Regions from separate parts of the Mus musculus genome. Here region 1 is linked to region 2. Evidence: chromatin contacts called from public promoter capture Hi-C data. All regions are on one chromosome and are shown on one strand. The core of a region is the stretch at or near the end of the contact, and the rest is flanking DNA. Distances in the headings are between cores, read along the strand shown.

Evidence for each region. Promoter capture Hi-C pulls out the DNA fragments that hold promoters and counts their contacts.
Region 1: a promoter capture Hi-C map of hippocampal neurons shows a contact between it and region 2, with 4 times the contacts expected there. The contact joins the enhancer-like site here to the promoter of Igsf9b in region 2. A contact is called at or near these places in 6 of 39 promoter capture datasets (the 3T3-L1 cell line, the C10 cell line, hippocampal neurons and 2 more).

Annotation. Positions count from the first base shown.
Region 1 is chr9:28,244,742-28,252,322 of GRCm38.p6, forward strand. All of the region lies in intron 1 of Opcml (opioid binding protein/cell adhesion molecule-like), which reads left to right. Among named protein-coding and RNA genes, the nearest start is that of Gm39313, 150 kb to the right of the region's middle. Within about 2 kb of position 3,255, at least 43 of the 459 cell types and tissues checked have an H3K27ac peak or open chromatin away from gene starts, as enhancers often do. A contact at or near this core is called in hippocampal neurons, where this site is marked.
Region 2 is chr9:27,294,656-27,302,290 of GRCm38.p6, forward strand. It overlaps Igsf9b (immunoglobulin superfamily, member 9B), which reads left to right and starts at 4,449. Exons shown (of 20, transcript NM_001326702.1): 1 at 4,449-4,862. The coding sequence starts at 4,799.

The DNA.
Region 1 (7,581 bases), core at 2,005-4,504, 950 kb after region 2:
TAAAGGGTTTAGAGGCTTCTTATGTGTGTTGTGCCCTGAGAAAATCACTCCTGTAAATCTTGTTGTGGCTCCCTGGTTTGGAAATTATTTCTTACTCCAAAGGGATTTGCCCAACCCTAGGGCCTTAGGAATTTGGGGATATAGAGTTAGACCAGACCCTGTGGAAGGCTTGTGAGCATGAGCTGTCTGTCATAGTTAATGAGAGCTGCTTTGTAAGCAGCAACCTGGCCCAAAGCTCTGACCTATAGGTCACCCATACAGTCCTTGAAGTCAGCTGATATGCTGGTCACATCATCACCCTTCTCTTGCTTTCTTTGACCTGTGGGGGTAGAAAGGAGCCCATCACTTCGTTCTGGGGGAGCTTTCCTCCCCATGGTGTTCTGAGTGACATAGACTCTCTAGGAAGTACTAATATAGGCCTCCTCCTAGAGGAGACAAGAGCATGGGCTGGTGTGGCCTGCCGTTCCAGCATTCTGGTTTCATGGAACTCTTAACAGAGGAGACTATGATACCCTGTGGGAGAAAGCTTCCCAAGGGTGCTAAATAAGGCCCCCCTTTAGGTGAGCCCATGAGGGTGTTTCCAGAGGCTGTTAGATCATGAGGGTTCTGGACTAAGAAATGGTTTAATCCGTTGATGACTTCATAATATGACAGCATTATTGGGAACAAGGGAAGGAGGTGGCAAGGCCTGACTAGAGGACAGTATGGCCTTGGGTACCAAGTCTTGGCCTGGGGCCTCTTCCTGTGTTTGCTTTTTCTTTCTTAGTAACTATGGCTATATGAACCATTCTGCCCCACCAGTCATTGCCTCATGACAGACTGACACCTCGGAAACTAAGGGCCACAATTAAAATTCCCCCTTTCAAGTTGTTCTGTCAGATGTATCAGTCACCCATACACAAAAGTTGCTTGTCCAATAGGCACAGAGCACACAGGACTCTGTTAATTGGCCACATAGCCTGCAGTCTGTTGAGGGAGGCATCCCTGTAGACAAGAAAACAGGATGCAACATGATGAGAGAAGTAGGTAATGAGAACACAAGGCTTAACTCTTCAGAGGCCACCAGGGAGTCTCAGAAGAAAGCTCAGCAGGTTACCATGGGCCCCACATCAGAAACCCATCAGCATGAGCTTCTGTTGGTGCTGCCTTCTTCTCCCCGTAAGACATTCTGTCTACCATCAGGAATGCCAGAGGAGTCTGTCCCATCAAAGTCCCAAACCCAGTCTGGGCTGTTACAAAGAGGCTTTCAGGCTCTAGCTGCATTTAGCATCTGGGTTTCAGATCGCTTTTATTTCAAAACCACCTTCTGTTGTGAGTTGTTGTTGTTGTTGTTTTAATATATAATGGCATAACCAAAGGCTAGCCCATGTCCTATGACCCTCTCCCCCACAGCACCCTGCATCCATACTCTCCTCATTCCCAGTACCACACTAGGGTGTGGGGTACCACACAATACCAGAATGGACCAGTCCATTCTGTGCCAGACCTCCAGCCCCCAGAATACAGCCCTGCAGGCCTAAGTGAATAAGCAGAGAAAGGATGGGGCAGGCACCTGCAAGCTGTTTTAAAGGACTGGAGCAGAAAACACCAGCCTCCTGCTCTGTGGCCATATGAGCAGTTAAGTCTTTATTCTCAAGGTTCTCTCATGTTCCTCCACAGCTTAAAACAAGCAACCGCACACTCAGGTGTGCTTCTGGCTGGACGGCAGGGAAGGATTCAAAGAAAACTTTGCAAGTAGGGAACATAGGCCCATGGGTAACCTTCTAACCAACCTCTCGCTCTCAGTTAGGAGCATAGTTAAAATGTCCCACAGATGTGACAAAAGCCAACTTAGGGGGCAAATAAAAATATGTGCTAAAGGACATAGGGATAGCCATTTTGGGTGTCCACTGAGGACATAGTCACTGCCACCCAGCTTCATCCTCTGACCCCAGCCTTTCTGCTCACCATGGCTCACAGTCAGTCACATGGGGATATCTAGGAGCTTGTTGCAATGAATATTCTCCGGATCTGCCCTGGATGGACCCAAGTGAGACTGTATTTTAACAAGATTGGGCATGGAACTGGGTACACATCAGCATCAGAGGGGCAGTGCCCTGCCGTGCCTTGTGCTGATGTTGATTCAAACCGAGGTCTACTTGCCTGACCAAGTGTGTCTGTTCAGGACTGTGGGGCTACAGGCTATTGCAGGCTGCTATGGGGGAGCCCTGTTCACAGCCACTAAGGGATTCCTTTAGCTTCCCCTCTACACCCTGCTTGTGGGAACTGATAAACTATGCCTCTGTCATGGAATGATCTTCATGGTGAGTTAATTCCCTGAGACTGACTGCTGCCATCATGGCTCCAGTTCGAAGGATGTTCCTGATTAAGGAAAAATGATGAGGTCTCAACTTGTCGTTGGCTCTGACACTGCCACAGAATGGAAGGCAGAGCTGGCTGGAGGGTGCTGAGATGAAGGCGGGGGTCCTTTCTCCCAGGAGGCAGGTCACAGGAAGTCACGCTATGGTTTTCCCTGTATATATACCCCAGAACAGCAGAGTCAGGGAATAAGGAAGCCACATGTAGTGGGGATGCTGTTGTCACTCTTCACACACAGATTGTGCCCTTGCACTTGGCAGGGTCCCTTCACCCAGGCTGAGTATAGAATCAACTCTTCTGCACTCTGATATCCAGCCTTGAATGCTTCTGGGGAAAAAAAGAGGTCACCACATGTCAGGATAGCTACCCTTCTCCCTATGCCATGAACTCTAAGGAATGGTTTGGTCATTTCCTTCTATCAAGTTCAAAGACATCTCCCTGATACACACGGGTGCAAAACATACATACGATACTACGATATGCTATTGAATAAACTCACAAGCTCTCTGGCAGCAAATGTTTTCATCTGGAGAGGCAGGGGTCAGGGCAGAAATACAGGCAGATCTACATACGGAGAGCAGGGTCCAGTGAAGTGGAAGTGGGTGTGTGGAGGAAGGCAGGAGTGGGCATAAAAAGTGAGGAAAAGCAAGAGGGAGGATTACATAAGGAGACCAGTCCACTCACAATAACAGGATTGACGTGGCTCAGGACTTCTCCCCAAACCTGTCATTCATAACTCCTAACAGCTTCATACTTCATATTCCCCCAGCAGAGAAGGGGCAGCATAGAATAGATAGTGAGGAGTAGGATGTGTTTGTGGCAGGGGAGTGTCTGCCTGTACTGGGTTTAGTTCTCAAATTGGAGTGACAAGCGGCACTATTAAAAATCCATGTGCATCATGAGCCCCCTTGTGTCTTTGAAGAGCCATTGCAGCTCTGCAAGAATTACTGGGCTGAGGACTCTTCCAGGGGATTGAAGGGTGTCTCTGCTGGATGAACAAGGTACAAGGGCCCAGAAATGAGCACTGAGAGTGACCCAAATCTTTGTACAGGCAATCTATAAGGGCTTTATTTTTTTATTCCTTGTCTAGGTTCTGTTTGGCGTCTAAAGCACATTTCTTTCCCTATCAGCGATTCCACACAAGGGCTTGCTCACCCCTTCACTGTTCCCATCGCTTCTGTTTTGTTTGCTATGCATGCTGACAGCTGTGTGTAGGCCATGTGCTCTTCCTTGTGTGTGCCTGATGATAACAGTGAGCTTCTCTCTACTTCCTCTAACTTAGGTAAGTGATGCTGTGGTGGAGAGCTCACTGTTCCCGCATCTCCCATGCACACATTTCAACGCATCCCTGCTTCTCTGTGCTGAGTTCCTTCTGTCCAGTGACTCCTGTGATCTGTATCTTTGCAGCTGTTCCTCAAGGTTAGATCCTCATGTACCACCACTGGTACAGTTACCCTGCCCGCCAGCAACCTCTACCCCAGCAAATATCCCTGCAAGAGATGCTCTCTGGTATTTAGGATAGCTTGGGGCTGTAAAGTATGCCAAAGGACAAATCTAGGTCACAGGAATTAGTTGAGTTAACCTAAGGGCTAGCTCAGGCACTCACCAACCACGGCTTCCACAGTTGTTATTCCCGTTGTTTCCATGTCCCCTCTGCCACTGCCAGCCTTCCCATTTCTACCAGCCAATTATGTATAAAATGACTCAGTCTCATACTCACCTGCTCACCAACAAACTGAGACTCCCTTCCTGTATTCCACTGGCATCTGAGTTTCATTTTTAAATCCCATGTTCATTTCATTTGCCCATAATCCATCATCGTTTTTTTTTTTCTTTTTGGTTTTATTGATGTGAAGATTGTCTTTGTAGAACGAGTATTAATTCTATGGTGCTTTCAGATATTAAATTATTTTCTTCCATGCAGTCCAATACAAAAATATTTCCTATTCTGGACAGAAATCTTTCACTCTATCATACTTATTCATAGTTTCCTTTGTGCCTTTAGCTTTTGAGATCATGTATAGAAATTCAAGCGAGTCTTCCCCCTCTCCTAGCTCACAGAGTCACCCTCTGGCTTTTCTCTTTGTTGGCTTTGATAGTTTCTCCTTCCTGCACTCATATCTTTAGTCACAAGGCATCTGGCTCTCAATCAACACTGGGCTGGGATCTGGTGTTGTCCTATCTTGGTCTCTGAATGCTTTCTGCTCTCATTTAAACAAATTGCCATGCTGAGCCTGTGGGAGAAACAGTCCAGAAGCACAAAGCTTGGAACTGGTTGCAGGGATCAGCTCCATGGCTGGAGCAGGCTGATGGACCCGGAGTCTGATCTCAGAGTTTCCAGACTAGGTCGAGTCCTCTCTCCAGGGAGCCGTAAGTCTGATGGCGATTGGTTCTGACTCACCAGAACCAATGATTACCTCCCTTGCCGGATTTCTTGAAAGACAAGGTTTCACCCACCTGTTCTAGGCAGCTTGGATAATAAACAGCAAAATGAATCACACGTGTCACCATTTGCCCATTGGCAGCCATTGCTGCCCTGTCACAAAGAACTTTCCCATTGTAGCTTTAGAAATATGATACCAGAAGAACTGGTCAGAAGTGCCTATTAGCTGTGTCTCAGATTCACCTGTAGGGAGGGAAAGACCTGAGTGGAAAAAAATAATAAAATGGAGAGTGGAATTGGATGTATGTATTTACCCACTGCGCACCAGCTTAGTCCTCAGCTCTCTGTAGGTTACTTCCTTCCTCTGAGCTCCAGCATCTTCCTGAGCGATGGGAATGAATGGCTATGTGGATGGTGACATATACCCTAGGTGATTTATTTATCTATTGACCTATTTAGGCAGAGAGAGAGAAAGAGAGAGAGAGAGAGAGAGAGAGAGAGAGAGAGAGAGAGAGAGAGAGAGAGAGAGAATGAATTATGTGTGTATGTGTGTATCCACATATGTGCATGCATGCCAAAACTTGTGTGTATATATTTATATATTAGAGGAAAGATTTCCAATGTTGGTTCTTTTCCGACCAATAGTGTGCATTTGTGGATGGGGTGGAAGTCCCTGAAGATCATAAGTCAACATGGCAGGTGACTCCCTTACAGGGTAAGCTACCTCATTGGCCCTCGTTGGAGGGAGTTTTATGCAAGATCTCATCTAAGCATTGGGACATAACCCTTACCTGTCCGTATTATGACATGAGCCAGATCAAGTCCAAAATGCTGCTGGCATTTCTATGACACGTGCACACTTCTGACCAAAGTTTGAACAGTTTTACACACCATGTCTTAAGGATCTAATTGTTCCACATTGTGAATGACAGTCCAGAAGCAGGTGTGTTCTCCCTTGCAGAGATAAATGAAAAGTCTCGATGAGGTAAGGCCAAGTAGGTCTCTCTTCAGCACAGAAAGTGAAGAAATGGCTGTCCTTGCTGGGGACATTTCTCATTTCCTGAAACCCACAAGTTTAGATAGCAATGGTTTGGGACTAGAGCAGGGTAGAGGAAATTATTTGGAGTGTAAATATAGCTAGAAACAGCCAATTTATTTGCCAAACACATACCTGTTAAACTGCAAAGTATGTCCTGCAAAACGTTAAGCAAATAAAGTATAAAATAATAAATATTAGACTACCTGTCCATATCAAAAAGAATAAATGTACACAGGTTTTAGATATGTTTAGACATTCAAGGAAGAAGTTGTGGGAAAATATTTCTAAAATTCTTTCAAAGGTTGGTATCAGTGTCCAGGGGATAGGCAGAGACTCTGGATCATGCATTTGCTATTTGATACTCATCAAATTCCTTCAGAGATCTGAACTAGATTGACAACTACTGCATGGGAGGAAGAGACAGTCATCAACTCACTGGGATTTTGCTGTCCAGTGTGAGCACTGGCTTCCTTCCTGGTTCCCACATAGATATAAGCATTGCCCAGATCTTAGTGACATTGTCAGGCTCCCCAAACCCTGACCATTGACTTCAGAAGCTCTTGAATGGCAAGATACCCAGAGAACTGAGAATTGAAAGGATCCAGTTGTTCAGCTCCAGGTTAAGTGGTCAGAACTCTTCGGACAGATGGACCATGGTTTTTTCTTGCCTAAGTTTTCTGCAGATCCCAATGGCGAGAGGGGCCACTTTCAGCTGTGTGTATGCAGGGGCACCCCACTTCTGAGCAGAGCACTCCTCAGCAACAATAGCCCTGTCTCCCTGTGATCTCTGGAAATGGGTTCTTCATACAGAACGGTGTGGAAAGAATACAGGGCTTCCATGGCCTCCTGACTCCCTCATATGGAAGACTGTAGTGGAGAGAGAATACTGGGGCCCAGGGACACTTTTTTCCGTTCATCTTTGGAGAGAAGTGGCCCCATGTGACCTAGTAATGAAAGGCTGTGAGCACACAGCACATTGCCAAACCAATTGCAACACTGTCATCGAAATATTGATCCTGCTGTCACCCTCGATATCTGTCAGTGCCAATATCTTGCGCACTTGCAGCTTCTTTGAGAAGGAACGAGCCAGGGAGAAGAGACAGCGAGGGGACGTGTGCTCTATGGACTGCTGGGTCTGGGACAGAATGTTGATGGGGGGAGGGGTACTTGAGACATAAGCACCTAATCCACTCTTACTTTCTTGCTGTCGGCTCGATATTCTGTCTTGAAGTCTGTGTGGAAGGCATCGGAGCCATACAAGTTGGGAAGCAAGGGGGTCAGGGCTGAAAGGGAGTGAGTGTATGGAGTCTGGGTTTCAGTGCTGAGCATGGTTCTTCAAAGCTCTACCTTGTTACATCCTTTCCATCACACCAGTATTCAGAAACCTCAGAGGCTTATGTAGAATGGGCTTTGGCGACAATGCATTGCTATGAAGAGGGTATGCTTATAGGTCCTAACCATTGTCATTGATTGCAAGATTAAATAAATGAATCAGAGGAGTTACAGCAGGGGCATGCTCAGTCTGAGCTGATTCTCCACCAGAGAGCCCGTGGCCAGCTGCTTTGACTGGAGGTTGAATTTTCCTCACTATCTCCATGTGGTGGTTAATCTCAGGTGTCAACTTGATGAACTTGACTAGAGTTGCCAGATGTGGGCCTCTGGGCAAGCTTGTGGGGAGATTATTTTGGTTTAGTTAATTGAGGTGGGAAGATGCTCTGACTGTGAGTGGCTTCATTCCCTACGCTGGGAGTTACATTGGTCTGAAGAGGAGAAGGTAAGCCGAGTACACCCATTCGTCATC
Region 2 (7,635 bases), core at 3,199-5,698:
GACAATTTCCATAATATAATTTTTCCAAGAGTTCTTTTTTTTTCTAGAGTTCATTTTTTTTTTTCTGCTTTTATTTTGAAAACTGTTTTCACAGCAAATTGTACCATTCCCAAAATGGCTGCAATGCTACCTCCATTCCACAAGCTCATCTCAGAGTGTGGAGCAGAGATTATTTCACGGAGAGGCAAGGATCTACATGGTTTCCTTTTCAGCTGGATAGGTAGGTCACACCTGTGGACATGAAGCTGTGTTATCCAGGACAGGGGGATATAAAGGGTATTTTTACTTGGTTCTGTTGGGACATGGGCCCTTGAAACCCAGCCACCAAGCTGTGAGGAAGCCCAGGCTAGTCAATAGAGAAGTCAGTATGATGAGACAGGAAACTTTACCGACAAGCCTGGCTAACAACCAGCTTAGAGCAAGGTGTGTGAGCCATCTTGAAAGCAGACTGTCCATGCATCTTGGAACTGATGTTTGGTATTCCCACCAAGCACTGCTCACATAAATGACTCTTGTTATTTTAAGACACTGTATCATTTTGGACTTTTTTTAAAAAATATGGCAAGATAATTAGAACAATTTTCAAACTGTATAAACACCAAACACTTTCAAACTTATTTTGAATAAATTCCTTTGGTTTACAGCCTCTCTTCTTCCTTGTAAGGAGATGCTCCAGCCATCATCCTACCCCAAATCCTACCAAGAGCCCTGAAGAGGGTAAACACAAGCTGCTGTTTGCAGTTTGATTGCTCAGTGGGTGTAAGAGAAACCTTGGTTGCCAGTGGCTACCTTTTCTATGTGTCCTCTGAGGGCTTCTGGGCATGTAAGAGTAAGTAGCGAGTGGTTTGGTTTTCTTTTCTTGGAATAACTGATAAGAGCAGAATTACGTGTTTCCAAAAGTGAAGCTTCTGATGAAACTAAAAGATGACAGATATTCTGACACCCAATGTGTATAGTGTCAGATACCTATATTCATTAGGGGTATCCACAATGAACCAGGAACACCAATTCAAGGGGGTTGGTTTGTGTTCCTCTTTCTTACGCCTCTTGGAAGGGGCCCATGTGGCCTCTGAGTATTCAGCTCTATGTCTCTGCTAGGGATGGAGGGGTTGCCATTTGTTCTGAGTCAAATGCTCAGCCATATGTTAAGAGGAAAAGATCTGACTGGCCTCATTCCTCTCTGCCAGTTGCTACAACACGTGTCTCTTGAGCTGATCTGAAATGAACCGGCACATGTTGTATGATAATGGTCATGATGCTAATTTTTTCCCTCTTCAATTCAATTTCCTTCCCTTTTCTCTCTGTCTTCACTCTTGTGTCCCTGTATTTCCAGTTGAATCTCCAGATGAAATACATTCTTTTTAGTTTCCTTTGAACATCTCTCTAGTTCAGTTTATTCTTTTAAGTTCTGATCTGATATACGGTTTTAACTTCCTAGCAGAAACTACCATCCTCCTGAAGACAAGATGGGTGGCCAAGCAAGGATAGCAGGGATGGACTGTGGGAACTGCTTTATCTTTTCCTCAACTTCTGGGAAGAAACTGTCTCAAAGTAGATGCTCCATAGATGTTAAATAGATGCGTCTCTTCTACCTCAAGGATTGAAGGACCTGGGGCTAGACTATGGACTCAATATTGCCTATATCCCAGCCTCAGAAGACAAAGAACACCATTCCACAGGTGTCAAATGCTGCTATGAGCATATAAAAGGGGATGAATCCTGGAGTCATGCAGTTGTATTAACCATTTTTTTTGTTTGTTTGTTTTTGTTGATTTGTTTTGTTTGTTTGTTTTGTTATCATGAAATATTCAAGGAGGTAGACTCATGAAGAAAAGAAAGATTTACTTAGCACACAATTCTGCATGCTCACGGCTGTGGTACCTGCTCTGGTTTATTTCTGTTCAAAGCCCCAAGACAGATGGAAGATGGCAATAGCTTTAGCATGTGCTGGCAAGCGGCTGGATTTCAAGCCAGGTAGCAGGTAGAGAGGAGGAGGGGCCAGCCTTTCTCCCTTCTTAACAGCACCCCACCCTCCGCTTTGTTTTCTCTTCTCTTTTATGAGAGTAGGGTCTCTTGTAGCTCAGGGTGACCTTCAGTTTTGTGTGTAGCTGAGGATGATCTTGTACTTCTGACCTTCCAAATGCTGGGACAATTACCTAGGCCACCAAGTCCAGCTCTGCTCATGACAGCCTTCTTATGAGAACTACCAGGGAGATCCCAGGAGAATTACCTAGCAGTGGCATGGCTTCCAGTGACTTAAGGACTTCTCAGTAGAACTCATGTTTTTTTTTTTTTGTTTGTTTGTTTGTTTGTTTGTGTGTGTGTGTGTGTGTTTAAAATGTATATGAACACAGTGTTGCTGACACACCAGAAGAAGGCATTTGATCCAATTATGGATGGTTGTGAGCCACTATGTGGTTGTTGGGAATTGAACTCATGACCTCTGGAAGAGCAGCCAGTGCTCTTAACCCTGCCCCCCCCCCCATCTCTCCAGCCCCAAACTCACGTCTTTATATTAAACTATATCTATATGTGTTTGTGTGTGTGTATGTGTGTGTGCACATGAGTGCAGTGCCTGTAAAGGGGTGTTAGATCCTTTAAAGCTGTAGTTACAGATCATGGACAATTACCTTAGGATGTTGAAAACCAAACTCTGCAAGAGTTGTGCACGTTCTTAATTGCCAAGTGTCTCTCCAGCTCCTAGGACTTACCTCTTGAAGGTTCCATTCTTCCAATACTGCCACCTTGGGGATCAAGTTTCCAACAACATGAACGTTTCTGAGGTCAAAATTAAATCATAGCCTAGCCTCATCACCCATTCTGCAAGTGGATCCCAATAAGTCTTGATAGACTTAGGACCCAGAGGAAGTATGTATGGACGTATATAGATGTGTGCAAACCTGTTTATGGGGAGACTTGCATATGTGTGTGTTGGAGGTAGAATTGGTGCATGTTGCCTGAGAATTGATGCGTCAAGGAGATCTAGAGCGTGCAGCTTCACCAAAGCCCCAGGAAAGAAATGTCAGCCCAGAAAGGACCTAAAGCAGTGGCCCATGGGAATATATCAACAGAGTGATAACTCATGAGTGTGTTCGCATGAGCAGGGCGAGTTTGCAAGCAGGAGGTATTCAGAAGTCCAGTTCTCCAGATGCTATTCAGATGATAAAAGTTCATTAGTGTGTGTGCTTCTCTGCTTAGGAGCCTCAGCTTTTCATCTCCTGGATGGCAACGAGAGTGGAGTTCTCCAAAAAGAATGACCCTCCATCACTCAAGGCCACTCTATGTGAGATACACGAGTCCATGCGCACACATTGGCTTTTCCAGCAGTAAGCTGTTGGTCTATGGGAAACTTCATGCTCTGTGCTTATTGAGAGATTGCCTTCATTGCCCCTCCATTTCTTCCCTGGCCAACAGCCCCTCCTAGGGAGCTGTGCCTCTCAGCACTGTGTCAGAAGCTTGAAAGAATAAACATCTCCACGGCAGCCTCAGAACACTGTGAGATGGTTGTAGAGGCTTTCATGATGCTCATTTATTCCTTGTGTAAACACAATTGTATTGGGGGAGGAGATGAAGAGATGCTGGAGTAGGGAGCCTGGGATATAGGAAGCTCTTCCAGCGTCTTTATTTATTATCTTCTGCAGAAATGAGGAGGACCTTTCCCTTTTCCTTGGTTCTCTACCTCACCCCCTGATCGCTCACAAACGCCACCTTGACTTTATGCTGCTGATATGGGGCTGGGCTCTCAGTAAGGTAGGAGAGGAAGCAGCATTTGTGTGCAGGAGAGGCAGCATTTATTGGGGGGGGGGGGTTAATGGCTTTAGTAATCATGAGCAACGATGACCAGCAATGGGGGTGGCAGTACGTGTGCACATGTGTTCCAGAGGGGTCTGTGACTCGCCGCAGCTGAGCCAATGACTCATTCCAAATTTAGCGACTTTTAGAGGTCATTTTAGTCATCCTCCTGGCTTTGGGCTGGATGGAGCCTAACTTAATATAACGTTTGGTGGAGGTAGTGTTCTGAGAGAGTGAGCAAAGAGTGGGGGTGGGGGGGGGAGGTATCACGTGGTCTCTTTGAACCGTTCTCCAGAAAAGGACGTTCCCTAGTTTCCCCAGGATGCTTGGGTTTCCCTATCCCCGTATCAGCGTGGTCCTCCCGGGAACTGCTTTTTTTTTTTTTTTTTTCTTGATAGAAACCGGATGTTGGATTCTCAAGGTGGGCGGGGGCTCCATCCCCTCGGATAACCTGTCAAGGGTTATTGAGATTCTTAGGGTCCCACTAGCCAGTACGAGAAGCTACCATCTATTTAATCAGAAACTTGCCATGCAGTCTGAGCTGAGAACAGAATAGAGCAAAGACGTTACAACGCCTTTTCCCAGGCAATGCGCATGATTCTGCGGCTCTGTGCTCGCTACACTTCAACGCACCTTGAAATGGGCTCGCCTTCTTCGCGCAGCGACGGACTAAGAGTTTAGCCAATCAGTGCCTAGACTCGTGAGCACTGTCCAATAAACAGCCGCCAGGGGCGGACCACCAGGACAGGCCCGGCTAGGCTTCACCGTGGACCTGGCTGCGCTCTGCCTCGGTTGGCAGTGCAGGTGCCGCTGCGCCGGGGCCCGGGAGGCTGCGCGCGCCGAGACGAGCGGAGCCAGGAAGGGATGGAGAGCGGGCCGCCCGGGCTACAGGAGCACCGGCAAGGGGCGTAGGCGGGCGAGAAGCGGGCACTGAGGCACGAGAAGTGTGCAGACGCAGGAGCACTTTGCGATAGGATGAGGCTCTTGGCTGGCGCGCGGTAGTACTATGATTTGGTATGTGGCCACTTTGATAGCAAGTGTGATCAGCACCCGAGGTCTTGTGGCTCAAGGTGAGTTGAAGTGCAGCATCCCTCCTCCAACCCTCTTGGCGTTCTTAGACCTTTGCTCCAGGCTCTGGCTCCCGAACCCCGGGGGCGAGGCTCCGGCTCCGGCCAGGCGCACCTCCGAGCACTGGCCCGGGCAAAGGCTGGGGAACTGCGGGTGGGAGGAACTCGGCGGGAAGGTGCGGGAGCCCTTGGGCTGCGAACGCCTTGGAATCAAAGTGGACTTAGTCTACCTTAGGCCCCTTGGTTCACAACCACACGTCGAATCTGAGCTTTGGGGAACCCCTAGTGCTCTAACTCTGGCTGCTGGGGACTTTGATGGTCTTTAGGCAGGATTCCGCGCGTCCCAGCCCTGCACAGCACCGCTGGATGGAGGAGCCCTTGAAGGGAGGCGCGATTAAGAGGTTGGGAGTCCCCGCAGCCGCCTCGAAGGGATCGGGTTCTCCGCCCCGCGCCCTTCCTTTCCACACATCTTGGCCGCGGAGGTCGGATCCCCTTGGCAGGTGACAAGCAGAATTGACCTAGAGGCTCCGAGCAGCATCTGCTCTTCTTGGTTCTGTCGGCCGCCCGCGCCCACCTTGACTGCATCTGGGCCCCGGCCAGGCAAAAGTTCCCGGGGAGGCGCCGTCGCCGCGCTTCAGGCTGCCCGGCCCAGCGGCCTCGGGGCGAGGGCCGCGAGGGAGGGGTCTGCCCAGCTGCGTCTCAGAGTCGAGTGGGATTTTTTATTTCTGCCTTCTCGGGTTTGAGCCCAAGAAAAAGCTAGGGAGAAGCCAAGGCGCGGGGTGCATACTTGAGCGCGAGGGCTTTCGCTTTGGAGATGGCAGAGCTCTGGGTGGCACCCGGCTCTCGGCCCTTGTATGGAAGTCAGAGCCGAGCCTGGAAGCTGCCAGGACTCTGAGCTCACGGTTTCTGCGCGCGGAACCGACCCGACTGCGGGCAAGTTCGCAAAGCAGGGAGATGGCGGCGGGAGAGGAACGGTCTGTGGGTGGAAGGCGACAGGGTGACGAGATTCTGCGGACTAGGGAGCCTTTTTGAAGGGCTCTGCTGGAGGCGCGGGCTTCCCCGGCTTCTTTTGCACCTTGCCTCGGGGCGTGTGGGGGGGAGTGGTTTGAGAAAGTTTCCGGATTGGAATGTATCTCCTCTGCTACTTGAGAGGGGGTTCTGAAACGAGAGAGTGGGGCGAAGGGAAGGACAGCTTTCCAACAAGCACTATGATGGTCGGGATGGTTATAAAGGTTTCCATTTGTCAGGTGGGAAAACCGAGACAGAGTGACCTCAGAAGAAGCTTATGGAAAAAAGGTGGATCTTGCTGTGCTTCTCCCTTCCCCCTTCCCATGCAGTCTTTCAGTGACTTCCTCCTCCTCCTCCCCTCTGGGTTTTGGTATATTCTGCTGTGGGGCTGTCCCTGAAAGCACAAAAGGCTGTGCTAGCATCCGAATTGAAGAGACACCTAAGGAGGGCTCTTCAACTAGCCTCCCAACTTTAGCAAGGGACAGATTTTTTTTTTGTTTTGTTTTAATTTAAACACAGACTACAGGAAATTGGGTTTATATTGCCGAGATTCACAGAATGGCTAGATTGAAGAAGGAACTTCCCAGTGTTGAAGGTTGTTGGTTGTGAAGGTTATTGGTCCTTCTGTCTGGAACTCCTACTCTTCTGTCTGGGAGCAAGGGTGACCTGATTGGTCTTGGATTCTTTTTAGTCTGAAATGGCTCAATGAGGCACTTACAGACATAGGCTTACTGATAAATGGACAAGATTCAAATCCTGGCCGTCCCACTTGCTGACCCCGTGACCTTGGACACATTTCTCAGCTTTTCTAAATGTCACTTACCTCAGTGGAAAGTGGGTTAGCTGTAGGAGTTTGTAGAGGCTTGGAGTGTGTGAACAGTTCTGTGACGAAGTGGCTGGGTGCCTGTTGTGAAATATGTGCTCACCAGACATCAGTGTTAGCATTTCAGGATCTATGGGATGGGATTCCTATTGGGTTATGCAGGGAGCGGAGAGTTAAGAGTGTGTTGGGGGACATTCAGAAGATTGCCTCCGAGGAAGCTAGACCCCTTCCTGGGCTGACCTTGCCTGGTGGAACCTCTCTTTCCTGCATCCCAGGGAAGTGTGGGTGGGGCATGCAGAATTGCTTGGAAGTCCTTTACAAGGTCTGCAAAGCTGAAGTATTGCTGGCTGCCAGATGCTACAGCCTAGAGCGGGGGAAGGGCACCTGCTCGCCTGTGAGGCCAGGGTTGCCAGTGCTGATGAGAGAGGCCTTATGGGATCCAGATGTTCTGAGAGGGGCAGAGGTGACTTTGGAGAAATCCTTCAACCTCAGGGACTGTGTGCAAAGCAGGAGTCGCTCTAGGTGAAAAGAATCAGGCCCATCAAACTGTCAGCTTGCAAGTCTGGGACAGAGGTGGGCATGGGCTCTTCCTTTTGACTCTGGTCAGGCATCTTGGAAGTAACTGAGCTCTGTGATCCAGTTGGGAGGGTAAAGAAAAGAGAAAGGTGGAGGCAGGTGGATCTCTGTTGTACAGAGAGAGTTTCAGGACATGGAGAAACCCTGTCTCAGGGAGGGAGGGAGGGAGGGAGGGGGACAGGAGAGGAGAGGAGAGGAGAGGAGAGGAGAGGAGAGGAGGAAGGCTATTGATGTAGTAGTCTCTGCATCACAGACATCTGCCCAGCAATCTGGGGGAGTTTCCACACTATGTGGAAATCCTGCGCGAGGTATAATTGACATTCAACCTCCTGTAAGGGAGGGAAGTCTGTTCTTCATTCCCAGTGTTAC